Regions from separate parts of the Zea mays genome. Here region 2 is linked to region 1. Evidence: chromatin contacts called from public Hi-C data. All regions are on one chromosome and are shown on one strand. Each heading gives the region's core, a stretch centred on a gene start, on an enhancer-like site or on the middle of the called end of the contact. The rest is flanking DNA. Distances are from core to core; before and after follow the strand shown. Region 1 holds the start of LOC100384665. Region 2 holds the start of LOC100304231 (Pre-mRNA-processing protein 40C).

What was found. Hi-C and Micro-C count contacts between places; a contact is called where the count stands out from the background.
Region 2: a Hi-C map of leaf shows a contact between it and region 1, with 2.5 times the contacts expected there. The contact joins the promoter of LOC100304231 here to the promoter of LOC100384665 in region 1. A contact is called at or near these places in 8 of 25 Hi-C or Micro-C datasets (ear, endosperm, leaf and 2 more).

The regions. Positions count from the first base shown.
Region 1 is chr5:27,868,496-27,872,510 of Zm-B73-REFERENCE-NAM-5.0, reverse strand. It overlaps LOC100384665, which reads right to left and starts at 2,104. Exons shown (of 8, transcript XM_008645949.2): 1 at 1,784-2,104; 2 at 1,009-1,425. The coding sequence starts at 1,973.
Region 2 is chr5:28,035,871-28,039,885 of Zm-B73-REFERENCE-NAM-5.0, reverse strand. It overlaps LOC100304231 (Pre-mRNA-processing protein 40C), which reads right to left and starts at 1,711. Exons shown (of 16, transcript NM_001347126.1): 1 at 1,205-1,711. The coding sequence starts at 1,645.

The DNA of each region.
Region 1 (4,015 bases), core at 855-3,354:
ATATGCCTCTAGAAAATTCATACTCTCATTTGGTGATAAATTTTCAAAAGCTCTCACCGGGATGCCTTGCTTGTTACATTGGAATATGCATAAACTTTTCACTCCTAGAGGCATCAATGCTGCCTCGTCAACTCGCTGTGGTGTCATGTTGGCTTGATGCCTCAGCAAGAGAACGCAGTGGATCAACGACAAATCGGCGTTTTCACTAGTCACACTCAGTGATGGAGCCAAGGGTTGGTCCATGTGGACCATGGACCACCCTAGAATTTTGGGCAAGAGTGTAATACATATTTAGGCAGTAAGCAACTTTAAGTAAACTTCAGAGTTTAGTGCTCATTTTAAAAATGCTTTGAGACTTTTTAATGTGTTTGTCTTATATTTTAGTAAATTATATATTAATAACATGCCGCATTTATATTGTTAACATTAACAAGAGTTTTATATTAAATTGGACCACCATAGATTAAAATCCTAGCTATGCCACTGGTCACACTAGAGTATTGTGGACTTGCTGTTATAGAAGCAGCCTAGCTTGAGGCGTAATCGTGTAACAGCTCGTGAGTGTGGCGACAGAAGTGAAGACAGCAAGCCAAGCAGCATATGCATGTTGGTGAAGAACTAAGAAGGCCAGGATGAGATCCACAAGTCATGTCCATGTGGCCAGACTGGCATTTGGCAACTGGTCCTTGCAAATATTGTGTTGTAATGGCAACTAGGAGTGTTGGATGCACTGAGCACTGGCGGCTTGTGTTGCACAAGCATATGAAATGCGTCTGTTCAAGGGAGTTCCTCGTCCTCACAAAAGTACATGGGTCAGGGAGGGAGGAGCCCAGGTTGCCAGGTTGACTGACGGTTACTGTAGTGTCAATATTACTGTCGGAGGCTCATAGCTATCAGGCTCAATATTCAGGTTTCAACAAAGTGACTCCCTCCCTCCCTGAAGAAACGAAAAAATAATGCTTCAAAAGCTGGAAAAAAATACGGAAGGAAGTAGTAGAGTAGACAAACCGTTTTCTGTGTTGTTATTTGATGACGCTGCCTCATAACTTTGGTTGCCCCCGCCATGAGCCAATCTGGTGAACCATCCACATGATTCATAAAGGAGTATGGATTTATCGGTAGATTCGATGAAGGTCTCGACATCTTCTTGTGTATGCAAAACCTCAAAAGGGGACTCCTCATGGTCAAGTGACATGATATAGCGCACTGCAGACAGAATATCATGTGCACGAAGCTTCCCTTGATATTTGAATTGCATGGAACGTTGGTAGTATACCACAGTTATTCCTTCAGCAGCACCAATAGCATCTGTCAGCAACTTTTCAGAATTCTTGTATACAACCATCAGCTTGAGGCGACTAAGCTCCTCATTGGAACCAACCAAACGTTCTATGTCAGCCATCAGTGATCTGGACTCACCATACCCTGCAGATTGGGATCAGTAACAATAACAGTTAGGTTATAGCATGCTGTGCCCACGTGTGCTATGATGGAGCATCAGAGCACATTTTAAGGTAAATACACCAGAAATATGCAACAAACGCTAGATTTTGGAATTTTGATTCGCAACCATGCAAACATTGAACATAGCTTAATTACCCAGATCCAATGCAAAAGGGGATCTGGGGCACTGCGAATTGTCACGTTTTGCGTTGTCATTTCCGATAGACTGTTAATCTTATCGATACGGTGAGTTGCACTGGGAGACAAGAAATGTGTTTAGTTGAACCAGATAAACGACTATGAAGCTCATCAGAAATAAGAGGCAGGCACGTGTCCTCACAGGGCATCGTGACGAGGAGGAGGACGTGGGGGCGGAGCCGGATCTGGGACGAGAAGTTGGCCCTGGTCAGGACCTGCCACTCCAGACGGGCAGCAGCGGCACCGGAACTCGCCACCGTTGCCGACTGTAGCGCACTGGCAAGGATGAGGAGGATAGCGCACGGCCATGCCGCGGTGAGGAGGAGGCGCATGGCGGCGGCCGGGGTATAGCAGCAGCACCAGCGACTTCGCGCGAGGACTCGAGCTCGAGTTCAGCCGTCCCCGTCCGGGGACCTGGTTCGAGAATCGAGACTCGAGAGTCGAGAGTATATTGTAGGGGACTAGGGTGTTTTGTTCGGCAACGACGGAGCAGTCCTTCTGTACAAGCCTACAAGCAAACCATCTGATCCATTAGATTACGATCCAACCATAGATATAACTATGGTTTATTAGGATTTTTTATAAAGATTATTAAGCTGGTGGTGGAAGGATTTAAGTGTTAAATGTGACCTATGGTTGGATCACGATCTAATGGATCAGATGGTTTGATTCCACGCTTGCATAGAAGGACTACTTGCATAGCAGTCGTTGCCGTTTTGTTCACAATAATTACAAATATTAAATATAATATAATTATAACATTAATTAAACAGATGTAGATTAAAAATCAAGATGAATTTATTAAATCCTAATTAAACTTATATTTAATATTCACTAGTACAATACCCTTGTGTTGTGATGATCAATTATGTTTAATAGTACAATACAAATTTGATAGTCAAGTGTCGAGTGGTGAAATAGTGTGATGGTCTCTCTCAACAAAAAAATAAATTTAAAATTAAAGTGGACTTGATGATGACATACTTCACTATTACCTCTGGGTAAAGACGTAATTGGTCTAGTTGCCTCAATTGTAGTCGGGCGGCGACTATGTGAGCCTTAAAATTATTCCACCTCACTTAACTTAGAAAGAGGAAGACACCTTAAAATAGAGAGTCATCATTCTCGCATCAGACTAGTCTTTTGAGGCGATTGGACCTCTCTCTGAGTTGGGTGTGCTTAATAAACTGTTAGGCTCTGGACAACCCTAATTTGTTGGGCCACGGCCAGCCCTGCCTGAGTTGGGTGTATGATCCGGTATCAGAGTTAGGACCCATTTTAAGAAGTGTGAATGATGAGGACATCATTCACTATTACTCATTGGCAAAGACGCAATTGGCCAAACGGTGACCATGTGAGCCTCAGAATTATCCCACATTGCTTAAGTTGGGTGGAGGAAGCCACCTTAAAAGTGAGAACCACCATTTCCCATCAGACTAGTCTTTTGGGGCGATTGAGCCTCTCCCTCACTTGGGTATGCTTAATGAACTGTTGGGCTCTAAGCAACCCTAATTTGTTGGGTCTCGACCAACTCCGCTTGGGCTGGATGTATCAGTACTCTCCCTAAAAAAATTAAAAATTAAAGTGGACATATGGCTCACATACCATATATTAAAGTGTCGATACTGCACTAGGGCTGAAATGAGCCGAGACGAGCTCAGCTCGGTGCTGCTCGTTGGCTAGCTGACTGAGCTCGGCTCGCCCACTAAATGAGCTGAAGGAGGAGGCTCGGTTTGGCTCGCAAGTTGTGTCTTGATAAATAAAATTGCATTATATGGTTACTTAATAATATATAAACGTGTGAACAGTCCTGCCTCGTGGCTCTACCTCGACCGACCCCTGCCCCTAAAAGTCCAGGGATAGATGGGCCGACCTTGAGTCCCCGTCTCATCCAACCTCAGATCGCCTGAAGGGGCAGAGTGTAAGGTTGCATCCTATAGAGTCTGCCTCATCCGTCCCATTGGTTGGGAGCTGTGCCCGACCCTGCCCCCTCCCCCTAAATTGGATTTCACATGATTGTACAAATGACCATTCTAGGAAAGGATATGTACGAGTTGGGCTCTAACATGAGTGTGATGTTCCAGTGACAATACATGAGTTGGTATGTCAACATATGGGCTTTGACATTGGGTATGGTCTGAATGATCACTTCGAGGAAGGCACGAGCGAACGTAAGACAAATGTATGGAAACTGACCACGACTCAACCACTCCTCGGCTTGGAGGTCAACTAAGGACGTGTTGCAGGACAAGACAAGGCGTAACGACATTGCACGCGGGCCCGGGACAATGTGATGGAGGGAAACGATGTCAGCCAGAGGAGTTCAACGGCCGATAAGAATCGTGGAAGACAAGAAGCAACACGGCGATGCTCG
Region 2 (4,015 bases), core at 462-2,961, 170 kb before region 1:
CAAAATTATTGTTATCTGTTCTTGGGTCCTTCGACAATCGCACTCCCTTTCCGTCACCCCTAAAACCACTGCTGCACAATCCACATTCAACCTTGACTGCAGCATCCCTTCTTGCGTCTCCTCCCTCACTAGAGAACATCAAACTTGATCTGAAGATCATTCAATCTCGTCAAAGATTGAAATTTGAAAAAGCTCTCAGTCTGTGTAAGCTTATCCGTCTGCTTTGTAAGAAAAGCATATCCGTATTGCTCTAGTTCTGTGTGACGACCATGCAGCAACAATGTGGTGACCCTATGACTACGTGAATCCAGACGTCGACCATCATCAGCCCCACTGTGTGCAACAGGGTCTCGACCCCATTTACAGATTTACTACGACTTACAAGGACCTTCAGATATACAATTGTGCATACTATGCTAAAATGTTAAATTGGCTGCGAGATGTGGAAGGTCAGTTGCGTTATCATCTTTCAGATAATCAATTTTGATTATGGAACATTTATAGATGTGACATAATGCAAAGCTATCACTGCTGGGTAGGTTTCTACTTTCTAGGCATTTGACAAATTCACAAAATTCTTCATGCACAGAATACACAAGCTAATCACATACAATGGAAATAACAAACGAATCTTGCTATCTATCGACCATAATATTCGATCAAAATAAAATAATTAAGCATGACAAAAAATCACAACGCTGTAGTAATAGCATGAGCTATGCAACATATAGTTAAATAGGCAATACCATGACCAAAATCATGGGTTAGCGTTAGCCATCTTTCATTTTCAAGTTAAACAGGCATTGGCAATAGTCTATCAACATGTCATCAACTCCATGTAGAAACTGAAATACTGTGTTATGTACAGCTAGCAAATTCACTAATGAATTTACGAGCATGGAGTTCCCATTATTACAAAAAGGTTTCTATAGAACACACCAAAGAGATTTATGACTATACACAGTTTGCATACAAAAGTCATTGACCATTGTACTGGTCCAAATGTCACTGCTCATCCTAAAAGCTAATCAGTAGAGTTCAGTCGCAATAGCTAACATTATCTCATTCTAGATGAAATTACAACCCTAGACATGTGGTCATACACAGAAACGCATCAGTGAAAAAGAAAACCATAAACGTAAGCATAAACAGTCAGCAACACAAGGCAGATAAGCTGCAGCAGCGAATATGTCAAAATGCCTACCGGAGAAGAGCATGGCTGTAGTGAAGCTGCAGCGCCGCCAACTTGGGGCGCTGGTGGCGCTCTCGGCAGTACGTTATAAGAAAAAGCTGCCGACGGAGACGGTGTCCCTGGCGCTATGTAGGATAGGGAGCCTGCAAATTGCGACCGCGGCGGCCCTGGCTCTGCGGGCGGGGCAGGAGAAACTAGCGGGGCGGGAGAAACGGGAGGAGGCGCTGCGGACGTGGCAGGTGAAGCGGGAGGAGTGGTGGCAAGCGCGGGACCGGAAGAGGCATCTCCAGCGTCTGCGGCCGCGACGGGAGATGGAATGGATGCCCCTGCCAATTCCGCCGCGGCGGCCGCTGGTTCCTCCACGGCGGCCGCTGGTTCCTTCGGGTCAGCTGCCTTTGCTGGAGAGGGTTCTTCGACGCCCACGTCGGAGACGGCCGACGCCAGCGTCGCCATGTTAGGGAGGTGGTTGGGGCCTAGGGTTTTGTGAAATCGAAGTGTCGTGTATTTCGCCCTCGCGGGAGAGAAGGCAGCGTAGTCCGGGGTGGAAGTGGAACCGTGGAAGAGAGAAGGATACGAGTTGGATTTCTCAAGTTGCCCCGTGGGCCGTAGGGCAGCTTTTTTCGAAGAAGCTTTTCGAGCTGGCATAAGGAGAAGCTAGTTGCGGAGAGAAGCCCTGCTGCTGCTTGTTGAAAAAGCAGCTTATCTGATAAGCTGGTGAAAAACAGCTTCTGCTTGTTGGCTGCTTTTAGGCCCTGTTTGTTTGGGCTTCTGGCAGTTTCTGGTCACCAAAAGCTGCTGCGGACTGCCAAACTCTCAGCTTTTCAGCCAGCTTCTATAAAATTCGTTGGGACAAAAATCATCCAAAATCAACATAAACACGTAATCGGTTGAGTCATTGTAATAGTAGGAATCCGTCACTTTTTAGATCATGAGCCCTATGAACAACTTTATCTTCCTTCACACGTAATCGTAATGATACTCAGATTCTCCACACAGCCAGATTCTTCACACAGCCAGATTTTCAGAAAAGCTGGTCAGAAAAAAGCTGAACCAAACAGGGCCTAATAGTGTATTCTGAAAAGCAGCTGAACTGATAAGCTGCTGCAGAAGTTAGCTGTTTGGCAGAACTTCTGCTTAAATTTGTGAAGAAGCTGAAAATAAGTTGTGCCAAACAGGACCAGAAACTAACTAATAAGGATCTAGGTATTTGACAACAAAATGCTTTATCATCTTACGAATACAAAAATTTTATAAATTAATTTAAACTGACAATACATAAGTTTTATAAGTAAACGGACCGTCGCTCACTCAGATTCTCACGGACGCGGCCTTCAGATGGCTTCGGACTTGACATGCTACTATTGCGGTCGTAGGAAGCGCTTCCCTGAGAAGCTAGGCCAGAATCCGGTCTTTTGGCAACCACCATGGGCTTTCGCCGGCCAGAAGCGGCTCGAAAGCTGAACCAAACACAACACGGGCGTAGTATGACCGCTACTGCGTTTAGGTTCTCGAAGCACTAGTGGCTCGATTGGATGGAAGCCTCGCAGGCACTGTCTGGCATTGGGAATTCAACTCCTGGCGTTGATGCTTGGGCCAAGCAAACTCTCGCCACCATCGTCCATCTTATAAACTCTTTCATATAAGCTAACTAGTCGATTGCTCGTGCATTGCAACGGCTCACAACAATATCCATGTAAACTATTTATTAGAAAAGATCTCAAGATTTTTTATTGATTGTCTCTGCTCTCCGCATAATATTTTTATTTGGCTAACTGGTTTTGTTGTTTACTCCATCCAATATGTCTTGGTACAACACGGTCAATGAAGTTGTTGGGGTCTTCTTCTCCGCCGAAGGTCCTCAAGACGAACATATTATCTAAGGGTTTTAACGGCGAATGTCGAAGCTACGACCGAAGGACGACAGCTTTGGCTTAAGGTGGCGACGAATGTCAAGCATGATGACGAGTTGTCATACCCGGATTTAAGGGATAAATCCGGTGTGTCTCATATGTGGGCCAAAGAAGAACAACACATATAATAACAAAGTGTATAGATAAATGTCACAAATATCATAAATGTCATTATTACATAGCGAAGTCTTACAAAAATAAATAATAAATATAAAGCGAACTAAATGTCCATCTATGACACCATAAAGCTAACTGGGAGACGCCACCTAGATCAACTCGTACTCCTCATTGTATGACTCCTCCTGGACCACCTATGTGGGGGACAGATATTCCTCGGGTCCACTAGAAGGCGAAAGGTCTTCGCGCGGGGTCTCAGACCAGTTACCCCGCAAGGCCATCCCTTCGTTGGCCGGGCAAAAGCTACTGGCAGAATGGGCCGATCTGAGAAGGCGACAGACTCGAGCCCAGGCAGTCCGTCAAATCGTGCGCTATCCAAAGAAATCGTCTGACTTTCCCGCGCATGGCACCCTCAAATGTCGGGGCGGATTATGGACACTACAGGAAACGCATAAATTTTCGTGGGCCTAGCTATTTTCGTCGGTCGGCCCACGAAATTACATAGTTATTTTCGTCGGCCCTCGAGACCGACGAAAATTTGGCTTATTTTCGTGGGCCAGTACATATTTTCGTCGGCCGACCCACGAAAATAGGAAATATATTTTCGTGGGCCCCGGGGCCGACGAAAATAAGTCAATTATTTTCGTCGGCCTTCTCCCGGCCGACGAAAATAAGGCATTAACTGACCACTATTTTCGTCGGCCTCAGTGAGGCCGACGAAAATAGTGGTCCGTTAATCGGCCTCAGCCCACTTTCTCTCTCTCGCTCGTCTCGCACTTCTTCTTTGCGCCGCCGC